Regions from separate parts of the Mus musculus genome. Here all the other regions are linked to region 2. The links are chromatin contacts, called in public HiChIP or PLAC-seq maps. All regions are on one chromosome and are shown on one strand. Each heading gives the region's core, a stretch centred on a gene start, on an enhancer-like site or on the middle of the called end of the contact. The rest is flanking DNA. Distances are from core to core; before and after follow the strand shown. Region 1 overlaps Taf3 (TATA-box binding protein associated factor 3). Region 2 has its middle 73 kb from the start of 1700061F12Rik. Region 3 has its middle 89 kb from the start of Gm13218.

What was found. HiChIP or PLAC-seq counts read pairs in DNA pulled down with a chosen protein or histone mark.
Region 1: an H3K27ac HiChIP or PLAC-seq map of T-cell acute lymphoblastic leukemia shows a contact between it and region 2, with 5 times the contacts expected there. The contact joins two enhancer-like sites. A contact is called at or near these places in 1 of 484 Hi-C or Micro-C datasets (Th2 cells) and 2 of 115 datasets of contacts at active chromatin or transcription factors (T-cell acute lymphoblastic leukemia and astrocytes).
Region 3: an H3K27ac HiChIP or PLAC-seq map of thymic regulatory T cells shows a contact between it and region 2, with 3 times the contacts expected there. The contact joins two enhancer-like sites. A contact is called at or near these places in 2 of 115 datasets of contacts at active chromatin or transcription factors (regulatory T cell precursor and thymic regulatory T cells).

The regions. Positions count from the first base shown.
Region 1 is chr2:10,012,353-10,017,108 of GRCm38.p6, forward strand. The region is part of intron 2 of Taf3 (TATA-box binding protein associated factor 3); the gene reads right to left. Among named protein-coding and RNA genes, the nearest start is that of Taf3, 34 kb to the right of the region's middle. Within about 2 kb of position 2,804, at least 28 of the 459 cell types and tissues checked have an H3K27ac peak or open chromatin away from gene starts, as enhancers often do. A contact at or near this core is called in T-cell acute lymphoblastic leukemia and Th2 cells, where this site is marked.
Region 2 is chr2:9,114,169-9,119,164 of GRCm38.p6, forward strand. No RefSeq gene overlaps it. Among named protein-coding and RNA genes, the nearest start is that of 1700061F12Rik, 73 kb to the right of the region's middle. Within about 2 kb of position 2,828, at least 7 of the 459 cell types and tissues checked have an H3K27ac peak or open chromatin away from gene starts, as enhancers often do. A contact at or near this core is called in T-cell acute lymphoblastic leukemia, Th2 cells, regulatory T cell precursor and 1 more, where this site is marked.
Region 3 is chr2:9,679,783-9,684,087 of GRCm38.p6, forward strand. No RefSeq gene overlaps it. Among named protein-coding and RNA genes, the nearest start is that of Gm13218, 89 kb to the left of the region's middle. Within about 2 kb of position 1,974, at least 47 of the 459 cell types and tissues checked have an H3K27ac peak or open chromatin away from gene starts, as enhancers often do. A contact at or near this core is called in regulatory T cell precursor and thymic regulatory T cells, where this site is marked.

The DNA.
Region 1 (4,756 bases), core at 1,554-4,053, 900 kb after region 2:
ATATACTTTCCTGAAAATGACCAGAACTTAAAAGAAGTGAGTGATGAGATTTTCATACTTAAAGGAATGATGGATTACAAAAGGCAAGGAGCAAGGTGATCATGGATTAGAATGCTACTGTTTCCTCTCCAGAGAAGTCCATAGTTATGTTTCTTTCCACAGGCTCTTAAAAGACAGAGAGAGACAGATGGACAGACAGACGGAGAGAGATGGACAGAGAGAGAGAGAGGGAGAGAGAGAGAGAGAGACATGCACGTTTGTGTATATTTTCACTATTACATTATTACTTGTATAGTAGTCCAAGCCACTTTTTCTACCTCCTAATTATCTACCTTTTTTCTTAAAGGATCACATCTGAAATCTCTAAATTTAAACATGCACAAAATGATATTTTTTTTAAAAAAGTGATATTTTAAAAAAATCTACAACGAGGGGCTGGAAAGCTGGCTGGGAGGTTAAAAGTGCTTGTTCTGTTTCCAGCACCCACATGGCGACTTAAGTTGCATGAGTTCTGAGATCCTCCTCTGACCTCTCTGGGCACATGGCACACATACATATATACAGGCAAAACACTCATAAACATAAAATAAGTAAGTCTAAAAAATGAACAAAGCAGATACTCTGGAAACAAAGACTCAACTACAAAGTAACACAACAGCACATAAAGGTCAGGTCTGCAATACAGAGGGCAAAAAGAAGTAAAAGTCTAAGCCTCAGAGTCATGAGAATCCCATGAGGTGACAAATAGTGAAGAAAAGCAAGAAGGCCCCAGCGTGGTGGAAAGCAGGAGCCCAAAGTAAGCCAAACCAAGAGCAGTCAATCCGATGCAAGGTGAACCACCTATCCCTAAAGGACACTGCCACACAGTGCAGCTCTGAGCAACTGATACCAAGATATTCTGATGAACTCTTTAGACTTCCAGAAAGGGAAAACAAACAACAAACTCCTTTGATTATTTAAAGAGCTAAAAGGGTAAGTTATATGCCAGGGGAACAGGCTTAGAAACAAGGCTTAAACCAGTGGCCATCAGTGGCCCAGGACCAGAGTAGGTAGGGTCCTGAAACACAAGTCTGAAAACTTGTCAGAGTCTAGTTTCTACAAAGTGTAAATTTAATATCAGAGAGAGCCTTCCTTGGGTAATAGATAGGAACTTTGGATAAAACAATGAAAACAAGTATGTGAAGGTTCTAGAAAGCAAGGAAGAGCAAGCAGACTTGAAAGACAGTTACAGTTGAGAAGAGAGGTCAGCACTGAGGAGAAGCTCATCTTTTGGGCCTTCCGTCTAAGGGCAGACTCTGACCTGGGCTTTGTGAAGTCCCTGGACATAAAGAAAAACCTGCACTGCTACTCTCCTGTGGACTCAGGATGGAGCCTGAGACTGACAACCAAACTCTACAAAGGAGATAGACGGGGAGTGGGAGAGAGTGGACCAGGAGTGGGGCATCCTGGCCTCTACATATAAATTCTGATTTAAACAATTATGGTGGTATTATGTTTTGTCAAAATAGAAAACCTGCAGAGCAAGGGTGAGCCCTAAGTAAAGAGCAGAGCTGGAGCAATAGCAAGCTGACAGTGTGCTCCTCAGTACACCCTCAGTTAGTGTGTCCGTGGCAGGGGCTGTGGATGGAGATACAGTGGGCATGCCAAACTTTCTGTATGTTCAGATCAATTTTGCTTTTTGAACTTAAATTGGCTCTTAAGCCAAGTACATAATTAAATAAAACCCAGGTCATGTAGCATTAAATATAAAATATGTATGGGTAAGTTAATAAATTATGCATAAGAGGCACACTGAAAACTACTGCACAATGCTAAGGAAAACCAAGTGAGTTAGGAAGGAAGAACTAAATCATGCTCATGAACTGGAAGGTTCAACAGTGCCACAACAGGAATTCCTCCAAAGTGACCTAGAGACTCTATGCAGTCCCCAAACTCCCTACAGTCTTTTCTGCACAAGTCAGGAGCCTGACCAAAGACTGATGTGGAAAGACAAGGGCCTCATGGCAAAGCTACAATGAGCCTAAAGAGCTGGCCTACTCGTAAGCTAAGAAGTGGGCCTGCAGAGCTCTCTGCATTTTCATAGACAATATCTGATCCCAAGATCAGAGATTAAAAAGTTTATCTCTCTCAGCCTTCCCTGGGTATTTATCTGAGATAAATGAAAGCACAAATGCTCACTGTAACTTTATCAGAAACTGTAAAACAAGAGACAACTGGAATGTCCATTAACAGGTGAGTGGGTAAATAAGCTATGGTGTGTGTATATGTATGTGTGTATATATATATATATATATATATATATATATATATAATTGCTACTCCTCAATAAAGGCCGGAGTATAGAAATTAGCAATGATATGGATGAATCTCAATATAATTGAGTGAGTGGGAAGAAACAAAAGACATTTTCTATGATGGAAACAGGCCAGCGATTATCTGGAGACAGAACTGGGGAGAGGGGAGATGAGACTCCTGGGGAGGTGGATATTTTCTCATTTGTCTGTGAAAATGGTTTCAGAAGTACTGACACATCTCAAAACTTATCAAAATGCAGACTTGAAACACATGGGATTTATTCCATACCAGGTATATGTCAATCAAGGCTAAAAAGGCAGGATCCCAAGCAAGCGCCAGGTGTGACACACCTGCAACCCCAAAGTCCAGGAGCTGAGATCTGACAACCATGGCCAGAAGGCCAGTCTGCACTACATTATGATAACCTACCTCAGAAGTAGTAAGAGGAGCACCCACAGTGACGCCGAAGCAACAGACTTCAGCTGCTGCTCAGCCTGGGACGCACAGCTGCCAGTCTGAGTTCAGCCAAACTAACTTCCTGCTGCCATAAGCAACCAACAGAAGCAAAATCAACACTCATCAGTAAAGTGCAACAAAACTCAGACTCTTCTATAGACTAACATTAATGCCAGGAGCATAACTAGGACTTAGTAGTTATAGGGAGAAATGCTAACAAAGCCTGCCAAAGAAAAAAGGCAGTCAGAGTCCAACTCAGACAACCAAAAGAGGTTCTCCTGTCTCAGGTTCTCGCTGTCTCAAAGCAAACAAAGCACGAGTCTAACCCTGGGGCTGCCGAGGCGCTTCAACAGGTAAGAGTGTGTACTGCTCTTGCAGAGAAGCTGGGTTTGGTTCTAGAAACCACATCGTGTGCCTCACAACTGTCCATGACTCCAGGTTCAGGAGATCTGAAGCCGTTGGCCTGCACAGGCACCTGCACTCATGTGCACATATGGCTGCACAGACACATATACATAGTTAAAAATAAATCTTAAAAAGTGAAGTTTAACATATGTTTAGCTGAGGTCTCACAAAGATGACAGACTAGAGAAGAAAAAGTACACTTCTCAAGCATAAAAGGATGAAACCACAGTTGAACTGCTGAAAACCAAATACAGTCTTGAAATTAAAAAAGAAAGATACCCATCTCACAAAACAATATCAATATTTAGACCCATGACATATCACTCCAAAGACACCTGACTTCTTACAGAAACAGTGGATCTTTATAGGCAGTACTGGGGTGTCTATGAGGTGGTAAAGGAAAAGAATAACCCCCAACACAGACATCTCTCCCCATAGAAGCTTTATAAAAGCCAAGACTGTTCTGAGAAGTGGACAACTGTAGATCTAAGTCAGGAGCACACACAGTTAGCCTGCAGCATCCTGACATAGCAAGAAGCCCATGTCCATGGTGCTGTCTGGGAACACAGACCAAATATGACAAGGCTCCTGCTGCTAAAGGGCCTGCAGCTGAGACCCACATAGACAAAGGCTGGCAGGCTTTATTCCCATTAAGGATGTTTGAGCTTACTAGTTCAGAATGCACAAGACTGACCATTCTGCTAACCTCCACACTAAGCAATATGAGAGCTACACACTTAAGAACTATTGGGACAGGCAACAAAAACCACTTTATGTAAGAGCACATAAAGCTTTAAACAGCAAGTGTAGCTACTCTGTTACTTTTGGAGGGCAGCAGTGGTTATGACTTGGGAGCAATGTAACCCACAGGAGAGCCTTGGCCTTGGCCCTAAAGCTGTAAGGCTGGTTTCAAGACAGACTGTGTGCGTGTGTGTGTGTGTGTGTGTGTGTGTGTGTGTGTGTGTGTGTGTGTATGACCCTGCACATTTAAAATACTAAATCTGCCAGGCATAGTGGCACAGGCCTCTAATCCCAGCAGAGGCAAAGGCAGGAGGATCTCTGTGTGTTTGAGGCCAGCTTGGTCTGCCCAGAGAGCTCCAGGACAGCCAGGGTGTCATAGAGAGACCCTATCTATCTCGATGAACAAACACTGAATCTGGCATTGTCTACCTGGTACATAAAACCTGGGTCCTCAACAAAGGAAAAAATCCTTTCTAAAGGGTGGAATCTTGAGAGTTATATGGCTTCTATGTTTGCTACTGTAAAGAATTCTAAAACAGTTCTAAAGTAGAACTTCTTAAATAAAGCTCACTAAACATAGATTTTCTTAAACTAAGGCTTAATAAATATGCATAGTTCAAAGACTCCCAGAATCTATGACTGACAGCAATCTCAGCCTAAACCCTTATGTTTGTTATGGAAGATCTCATTTTGCTCCCCAACACCTAAATGTTCCTGTTGAGGATGCTATTACCACTTACTGAGGAAACCAAGTGGTAGTGAAGCTTTTCAGTTCACAGTGCCCTTACTGTCTCAGGCCACAAAAGTGATTCTATTGGTTAAGTAGTTATAGACTAACAATTCAGAATTCATGTAATAA
Region 2 (4,996 bases), core at 1,578-4,077:
ATGTGGTTGGAAGAAAAGCATGCCATTTTCCATTCTTGGTTTTAAATGTCTTAATTCCTATTAAAGATGTATTACTTATTTAAAAATTTATATTTATAAATGTATATATTACCTTTAAATATCGTGTGTGTGTGTGTGTGTGTGTGTGTGTAATATAGAGAAGTAAAACAAGGCCATATCTTAAATATAACCATTCACATGAAGGGGACTTTAGATCCTTAAAACTTTTAGACTCTAATGAAAATCAACAGAAAAAGATGAGGTAATAAATCTATTCTTTAATAAGTAGGTATAAAACAATACCAATTTATTTCCATTGATAATTTTAGTTTTGCTATGCCATATGTCCATATAGCAATTATTTCACTCTCATGATTATTACAACGTTTAACTTTACAATTATCAAGTTGTCTGTGTACTTTGTTAAAAACATATTTTTTGTACATTCTAGAAACCTACTTTGAGCAACACAGCCTCAAGAAAATAGAATTCCAACTGGACTTAGACATTTTGTTTATTATGTGCAAGCATGGCTATCCACATCTGACATACTTTTCCCTACAGATTTTCAATTTTGTAGTAGTCCATGGCAATAGCCAGTGGCAAAATCACAAGCTTTCTAAACACGATTATCTGAGTTAAACCCCAGTGCAACAGGGAGAAAGGGAAAAGAATTCAAGTTCTTATCTTTTGTACATACGTAACTAATCCCAGTCAAGTCCAAACTGTTCACTGACGCTGAAAAAAAGTAGTGACTATGGGGATGCATAGCAACTGAAGAAATGTCAATTACCACAATTGTGTACATCGCTTATAGTTCAAACTCTATGACATCGTTTCCATAAAAACTAATAATAGTAGAAAATTGATTTTTATGCATGTCATTTCACTCGTTCCTATCTCAGGACTCCTCTGTCTCTGCTATAAAATAATATCTGCATTCTACATAGTGGACCAAGACAACCTGCCAATCAAAGAGCTAATACCTCCCACCTACTTAAAAAAATGATAACAGATATAATTCTCACATTTTCAGATTTTTTTCTTCTAAAGTTTCTTAGCTTATGGGTACACTACATGAACACTAGGATCCAATAACATTGAATCTAGTTTAACACAATTTATGTATTTAGTTATTATAGACCAACATTGCCAAATTTCATGCGTTACAGTTTAGATAATGTGCCCTGTATGAACTGCCCAAACTCAGGAATTAAGTTCTTCCTAACCTCTCTCTCTCTGTGTCTCTCTCTGTCTCTCTCTCCCTCTCTCTCTGTCTCTCTCTCTCTCTCTGTCTCTCTCTCTCTGTCTCTCTCTCTGTCTCTCTCTCTGTCTCTCTCTCTGTCTCTCTCTCTGTCTCTCTCTCTGTCTCTGTCTCTCTGTCTCTGTCTCTCTGTCTCTGTCTCTCTCTCTCTCTGTCTCTCTCTCTCTCTGTTACACACACACACACACACAAACTATAAATAATATTTCATTTAATTTTTAGAAGAACTAGAAGCTAGATATTTCTAAGAAATGAAACATGACTGGATAAAGCATAAGGCTGGATGTCACTTTATTTTTGCTTTTTTTTTTTTTTTTTTTTTTTTTTACAAGGCATTAGAAGTCTTGGACTGATTCTCTGACTTTTAATATCTTGAAATCATCACATTAATAGAAAAAGGAAGAGTAGAGAACTAAAGTTGATCCAAACAGTCCACGTTCCTATTTTGATGGAGTTTACTAAGAAGTTACTGATCAGACAGCAAGTTCCCAGGAACAAGCTGGAGGTGTTTCTAAGGCCTACCTATAGCCAAGTCCAGCATGGCATTCTTGCAAATATTTTCTCCCCTCCTTCCTGGGAGGTGATCTTACTTAAGAAAGTTCTTGCTAGAGACCAGTGATGTCAGGGAATGGTTGTGTTTCTTATCTGTCCAGTACTTACACGTGTGTAGTATCAACTTACTTTTTAAATACACTTATGAGAACAGTGTCTTAAGCAGTATCTAACGGAAATTAAATGAATGCTTTGCTTCATAAAAACTATAAAACAGGAAGGCAACCATTACCTCTCTAAAAGATACTAAGCTATGCTAATATATTTTAACAGAGAAATCTACATGAATATTCTAAAACAATGCAAATAATGGAAGGTCCATAGACATCATAGTACCAACAGTATTATAAACACAGGGGAGTAGATTACTAATATCATTACCAGTGATAATATCATTAATCGATGTTTACTATCAACAATGAAAATCCAAAAGAAAAGAGACACAGTAGGTGTTTATCTGTCGATATTATATCTGTGAAGGAAAATGTAATGAAAATTTCTCATCTCATAGTTTATACTATTAAACTTGATTTTTGAAAGTCTTTCTAGAAGTATGGATTTTATATAATACACATTTCTTTATTGCTCTAAATATCTGATTATCTGTCTATAAATGCCAGTCTCAACAGGAGAGAATCCAAATATCCATGAATAACATGCACATATATCCACATACATACATATATACATATGTACATATATACAATGCCAAAAACCTTACTTACATACATTTTTTATGGAGCAACTGTATTGCCATCAGTATTTCTAAACGTACTAACAAAGAAGTAAGAGATTTTAGATAATTCTTTCAGTTTACAGCACAATTCTTTGAAATTAACCCACAAATTGGTTTTAGCTCATGTTTGTATGTTATCAAAGCCATCTTTCTGACGTAGACATTTGTTCTCTTAGGATGCTTACAAAGATGTTTATCATGTGCAGAGAACCTGCTTGCCTTTGGTGGTTTTAATCACAGTTCAGCATCTTTGCATTGAGTACATTACTTTTCTTTCAAATAACCATGCACACACTACCATGTCAAAACTGTAGTCTCCTTACATGGGAGCCATTACTCTCTGACCGTGTGTAAAATCCTTTGAGGTTAAAATTTCAGTTTATTCAAGAAAACTAGAACTCCCCACCACCATGATAAATGACTCTATCAAACCTTAATCAGTGGCAAAACTGTTTCCACAGAAAAATATACTTTCATTGCCGTTTGAATAGACTGTATCATCTATTGACAGTGTGCAATACAAGTCCATTTCTTTCACATTAGATAATGCTATCAAATCACAGGGAAAATCTTTTTTTTTTTTAAATGTGAGTACAACCTTTCTTTAGACAGGTTGTTCTCAGAAAGAAGTTCTTATTTGTGCATCTATTCACATTAAGATTTGCCTAGTATGCAGTTGTCTGGAAAACGATGAGGTTTGTATGTTTATAAGCAAAGCCAACTCATGTGTTACATTTCTCTTTCAGCAATGTGTTTCCATTAAATATACTGTAAAATATTTCCATACTGATCTGAGGATGAACTTGCATTGAAGTTAAGCAACCTTAACAATAAAGGCAGCGACTGCATCCACACTTCAGAGGTTGTTCAAGGAGCAACAGTTAAATTCACAGGGAATTCTCCCCTTTGAAGAGTAGTAACACAGGAGCCCCGGACCTTCTAACAGACAGCTCATTATTGCAAGCTGTCTATGCAAATTGCTCACTGACTACAGGCCCTCAGGGGAGGGTTTTTCTGTTTTCTCTCTCTGGTACTAACCTAGTATAACTCGCCATATTACTGCCCTCTTGCCAGTAATGATGGTGATTATTAGTAATAACTCTGAGTAATGAGGTTTTCTTCCCTGTACTCAAAATAATTGCTCCGTGTAAATCCACTGCAAGTTTTACGGTGCTCTAAAGATTAGTAACATTAGAAACTTGGCAAATCTTACTTATAGAGGCATTTTACCTAATGATCTAATCCATCAGTTCCCTGGCTTACCAGTCCAGAGACTCACTTATTAGGAAGAACCTTCCTTCTTTTCCTATCTGCACTAGGAAACAACCTAGACAGACTGCTTTTTATGGACGTCTTGAATGTATACACTCTACTATACACATGGTGGCCCATGAGACAATTCACTGCATTAGGCCCTTATGTTGAACTCTACCTTAAGTGATCTCTGATTTAAGTAGTGTTAGAAGAGATTTATCTTGTACTTTGATATCTATAAGCCTAAATTGATACCTAAATTCTAGATTAGGTTATAGCTATGAGGGACTTGTAAGCAATTGATCACGTGTGCAAACTAACACTTGAGAGGGTCAACAGGAGGGGGGGGGGATTAGTTGTTCCCTTGCTTTTCGAAATGTCATCACCTCTAGGATGTCCCAGATGCTCCAGCTAAGGAAAATACGTGAGGGGAAAAACATCATTCCTTGATGCTGGTCGTGTGTGTGTGTGTGTGTGTGTGTGTGTGTGTGTGTGTGTGTGTGTGTGTTTACACACATGCATGCCCATATTTATGAACATCTGTGTACGTGGTAGTGGGCCATAGGACAACTTCAGTATTCTGCCTCAAGGGTAACAACCCTGTTCTATTTCTTCTTTCTTTCCATTTGTTTGTTTGTTTATTTGTTTACATCTTATTGCAGACAGGGTCAGCACTGGAGTCATGATCACCGGTTTCCTTACCTGGCTTTTCTTTTTTAAACAGAGGATCTAGGGAAGGGACTCTTCTGGTCATCTCACCAGTCCTGCCAGTGGCTATTTTACTCAATTTTTCTCGCCTGACTGTGAGTTCTTGCTATGGTATGGAGGAGCATTGATTGAAGTGAGGAGAGGCATATGTAAATACAGGTGACTCATCCATCCCGTGTTCCGGTGGTGCTCTGGACAAAGAAGAATTAATCTGGCAAAGACAATAAATCAAGGATATAATCCAGAAAACTCCTTTGTCCCCAAATCTTTAGATCAATACGATCTTTTCCAATGTTGTGGCGACAGCACAGGTCTATGTTGTTTCCCACCTTAAATGGCACGCTGAGCAATAACAATGTAGACATAATCCAGGAATCTATTGGGGGTCCGTTTTGTGTTGGGCATGGGTCTCCTAGAAAGATTTGTGTTTATAACTAGGAGTTTAAATTGACTTGCCTATCCCTACTCCAAAACCATATCAC
Region 3 (4,305 bases), core at 724-3,223, 560 kb after region 2:
CTGGCTAGGATGTGGAGAAAGAGGAACACTCCTCCATTGTTGGTGGGATTGCAAGCTTCTACAACCACTCTGGAAATCAGTCTGGTGGTTCCTCAGAAAATTGGACATAATACTACCGGAGGATCCCTCAATACCTCTTCTGGGCATATATCCAGAAGATGTTCCAACTGGTAAGACAGACACATGCTCCACTATGTTCATAGCAGCCTTATTTATAATAGACAGAAGCTGGAAAGAACCCAGATGCCCCTCAACAGAAGAATGGATACAGAAAATATGGTACATTTACACAATGGAGTACTACTCAGCTATTAAAAAGAATGAATTTATGAAATTCCTAGGCAAATGGATGGACCTTGAGGGCATCATCCTGAGTGAGGTAACCCAATCACAAAAGAACTCACACAATATGTACTCACTGATAAGTGGATATTAGCCCAGATACTTAGAATACCCAAGATATAAGATACAATTTGTGAAACTCATGAAACTAAAGAACGAAGACCAAAGTGTGGACAAAACACCCATAGAAGGAGTTACAGAGACAAAGTTTGGAGCTGAGATGAAAAGATGGACCATCTAGAGACTGCCATATCCGGAGATCCATCCCATAATCAGCCTCCAAACGCTGACACCACTACATACACTAGCAAGATTTTGCTGAAAGGACCCTGATATAGCTGTCTCTTTTGAGGATATGCCGTGGCCTAGCAAACACATAAGTGGATGCTCACAGTTAGCTATTGGATGGATCACAGGGCCCCCAAGGGAGGAGCTAGAGAAAGTACCCAAGGAGCTAAAGTGATCTGCAACCCTATAGGTGGAACAACAATATGAACTACCCAGTACCCCCCGGAGCTTGTGTCTCTAGCTGCATATATATCAGAAGATGGCCTAGTCGGCCATCAGTGGAAAGAGGCCCATTGGTCATGCAAACTTTATATGCCTCAGTATAGGAGAATGCCCAGACCAAGAAGTGGGAGTGGGTGGGTAGGGGAGTGGGTGGGGGAGGGTATGGGGGACTTTGGGGATAGCACTGGAAACGTAAATGAAGAAAACACCTAATAAAAATAAAATAAAATAAAATATTAAAAAAGAAAAGAAAAGAAAAAGCTGGTGCATACCTACACCCCCCCCCAAAAAAATGGTGAGAAGAAAGACAGAAACAAGAGGATCTCTGGAAGTTTCCAGGCCAGCTAGCCTAGCCTATGTGGTGAAGTTCTAGGTCAATGAAAAACCCTCCCCAAAGAAAAGTTCAGATACCTACGCGCCCATATTCAAGACTGTCCTCTGATGGCCAGCCATTCTGTGCATGCACACACCACACTGTATACACACGCATATAGACAAATAACAAAATAAAATAGTAATGATAATAATAATTAGGTGGAATTATTTTGCCCTTTACAAAACAGAGAAATCAAAAGCTGGAAAAAGCACATAACCCAGTGATTTTTATAAAATTAAAAAGAGAAAAAATTATATAATACTACTGATAAAGTATGGTGGTTTGGTCTCTATCCCTTTTCCCTTTCTTTATGGAAATATTATTTAAACCAAAAAAAAAAAAATGCCACGCCTGTCAAACCATAATGTTTATTTTAGCAGCTGGTGAGACCTGACCTGTAAATTGGGCAGCCTGACAGTGTCAATCTCCTCCTGGGAAAAAGCATTCTGCATTGTGTAAACAGAAACCGTGGCGTCAGGACTATGCTTCCCAAGACCCAACAAACCAAGTCTAATTTTGATTCCTATATTGGAATCTCCCCAAAACAAATCTAAAACAGGGCAATAGTAGATCTGTTTTCTCAATGTTAAAACTTGAGAGAGAGACAGAGAGACAGAGAGAGAGACAGACAGAGAGAGAGAGAGAGAGAGAGAGAGAGAGAGAGAGAGAGAGGAAGTCATGACACCCACATGCTCAAAAGAGGAATCCCAGGACCAAAACCCATTTCCTGCCTGCAAGCCTGGAGAAACGTTTCTTCTTTATCTAAAATCCGCTTCCTGTGCCCCCTCAGAATCAAGAGCTCAGTCAAAACGCTGCTTCCGGGTTGGCAGAAGAACTCAACTCCTTTCTTCCTTTCCTTGAAAAGCACAGGGCATCAGCTGACTTCGTCTTCTGTGCTTCCTGTCCAGGACGGAGGAGCAGTAGTCTCTTGTAAGTACTTAGAGAGCCTTTGTCAGGTCCAAGCTGGGCTCCCAAGATGACCTGGTGTGTCTCCTGCAACCTCATCCACCATGTAGAAGGTGACGGGAGAGTTCTCATTGGGCACCCAGAGTCAGTCCTGCAGCAGTGCCCCAGCAGGGTTGTCTGAGCAGAGCTGTGTATCTCAGCAGAGCTCAGAGAGAGAAATGAGCAATAGCAAGGGTATTGTTGCTTCTTAAGAGCTGATTTATACAGCACCGAGTGCAAAGCTAAGTGTCACAACTATCTGTTCACGTGAGAAAATGAAGAACTCCATACTCTGTCACCCAGGGAAAATATATTTTCAGTTGAATTACAACCTGCCTTTTCTACTTTTTTCTGCTGTCAAAATTCTAATGTTCTTTGTGGAATTGGGGATGTTAAACAATTGGCCTGGGCCTGAAAACTCCAACCACGTCAAAGTCCCAGTCCTGAATGAGGCAGCAATTGGCTCCTTTTCCAATAAAATCTTCTCCTGGAGAGTGATGGTTTACTTCAGAGAAGTTTTAGGGGCATTCACTGCATACCGTGACTATTCCTCCTGGCAGAAATGACTGCCATGCATACCTCCTAAAGAGAAGCCAACGGGAAGGCTGAGGAGTAGCCGAGTTGCTGGAAACAGATATCACAGATCCTGATAGTGGGTTTGCATTCAATCCAAGCCATAATTTCATTACCCTGTGGACAGTCAGCAAGCTAGATTGTCGGATGCTTCCCCCTCTTTGCCCCCACTCTAAAAAAACTAAGAAACCCTTCCTAAATGCAGAGTAGTACAAAATAAAAGGAGCATTTACTCAGATGAAAGTACCTGAATGATGATGTGGGCATGGATGTTCACGTTCAGTATATTCATAACAGCTAATATCTGGGATGTCCTCAGGCGTCCATGCAAAAGTGGACAGATGAAAAGGTAGTGGTATGCCTGTGCAATGGATCATTTCTAAACAGCAAAGAGTTGGTTGCGCCACCCAGATAGAGTGCAAAAAACACTAAACCTGAACAAAGTCAGACAAAAGAATACAATACTAGTTTACAAGACTCCAGAAAGGAAGGAAGGAAGGGAGGGAGGGAGGGAGGGAGGGAGGGAGGGAGGGAGGGAGGGAGGGAAAGAAAGGAAGAAAGAGAGAGAAAGAAAGAAAACAGAAGAAAGAAAGAAAGAGAGAGAGAGAGAAAGAAAGAGAGAGAGAGAAAGCAAAACAAAGAAAGAGGGAGAGAAAGAAAGAAAGAAGGAAAGAGAGAGAAAGAAAGAAAACAAAACAAAGAAAGAGGAAGAGAGGGAGAGAAAGAAAGAAAGAAAGAAAGAAAGAAAGAAAGAAAGAAAGAAAGAAAGAAAGAAAGAAAGAAAGAAAGAAAGAGAAAGACAGACAAAGGCAACAGGCCCTTGGTTATGTAGAATTTGGTAAGACAAGAGGAGGCAGAGGGGTAACAGGAAATATGAGGAAACTTGGGAGAGCTTGGTGCCAGTGATGGTTTGCCTATCTGCCAGATACTTTGGGAAATCAGGTTTGGTGTCACTTCTAGTCTTCTGAATTGCTTCCTGCTGAGAAATCTGCTCTCTTGAACTCACTGTCTCTCATTCCATATTAGGTAAAGAACAAGTCACCTGGGATGTTCACTTCCCAAGTCCAGAATTCTGTGACATCCTTTTCCCCCAAGGAACGCATTGACAAGGTAAGTTATCCTTGAACAAATGGCGCACAATGACTCTCATTGTGTAGGCATTAGAGCATTCAGCAGAAAACATCAGATGTCTACTCTAAATACTGTAAGATCTCAGCACCAGGAACTAAAAACATATGTGCTTTATTGCTTTTCTGGGCCAGAAATAAGGGATAAAGAACAAAAGAGACTATATTGCTCAGGGTGGAGCAATTCAGAATACTTGAAGTGGTATTTAACCCGACTCCCCAAAGATCAAGCTACAGAAATGCCTGTGGTCCCCCATGCACACCACAGAAACCAGCCTTGGACAGGAATTTACCTTAAACTGAGCAATAAAGCCCTCTGAGTGGGCTGAGTCTAGACTGTGAATTTGCTGGAGGAAACAGTGGAGAAAGCAAAGGGAGAGACACCATTGGGAGATATGCTCCTTGAGGCCCATCCTGGGGACATGCTTGTCT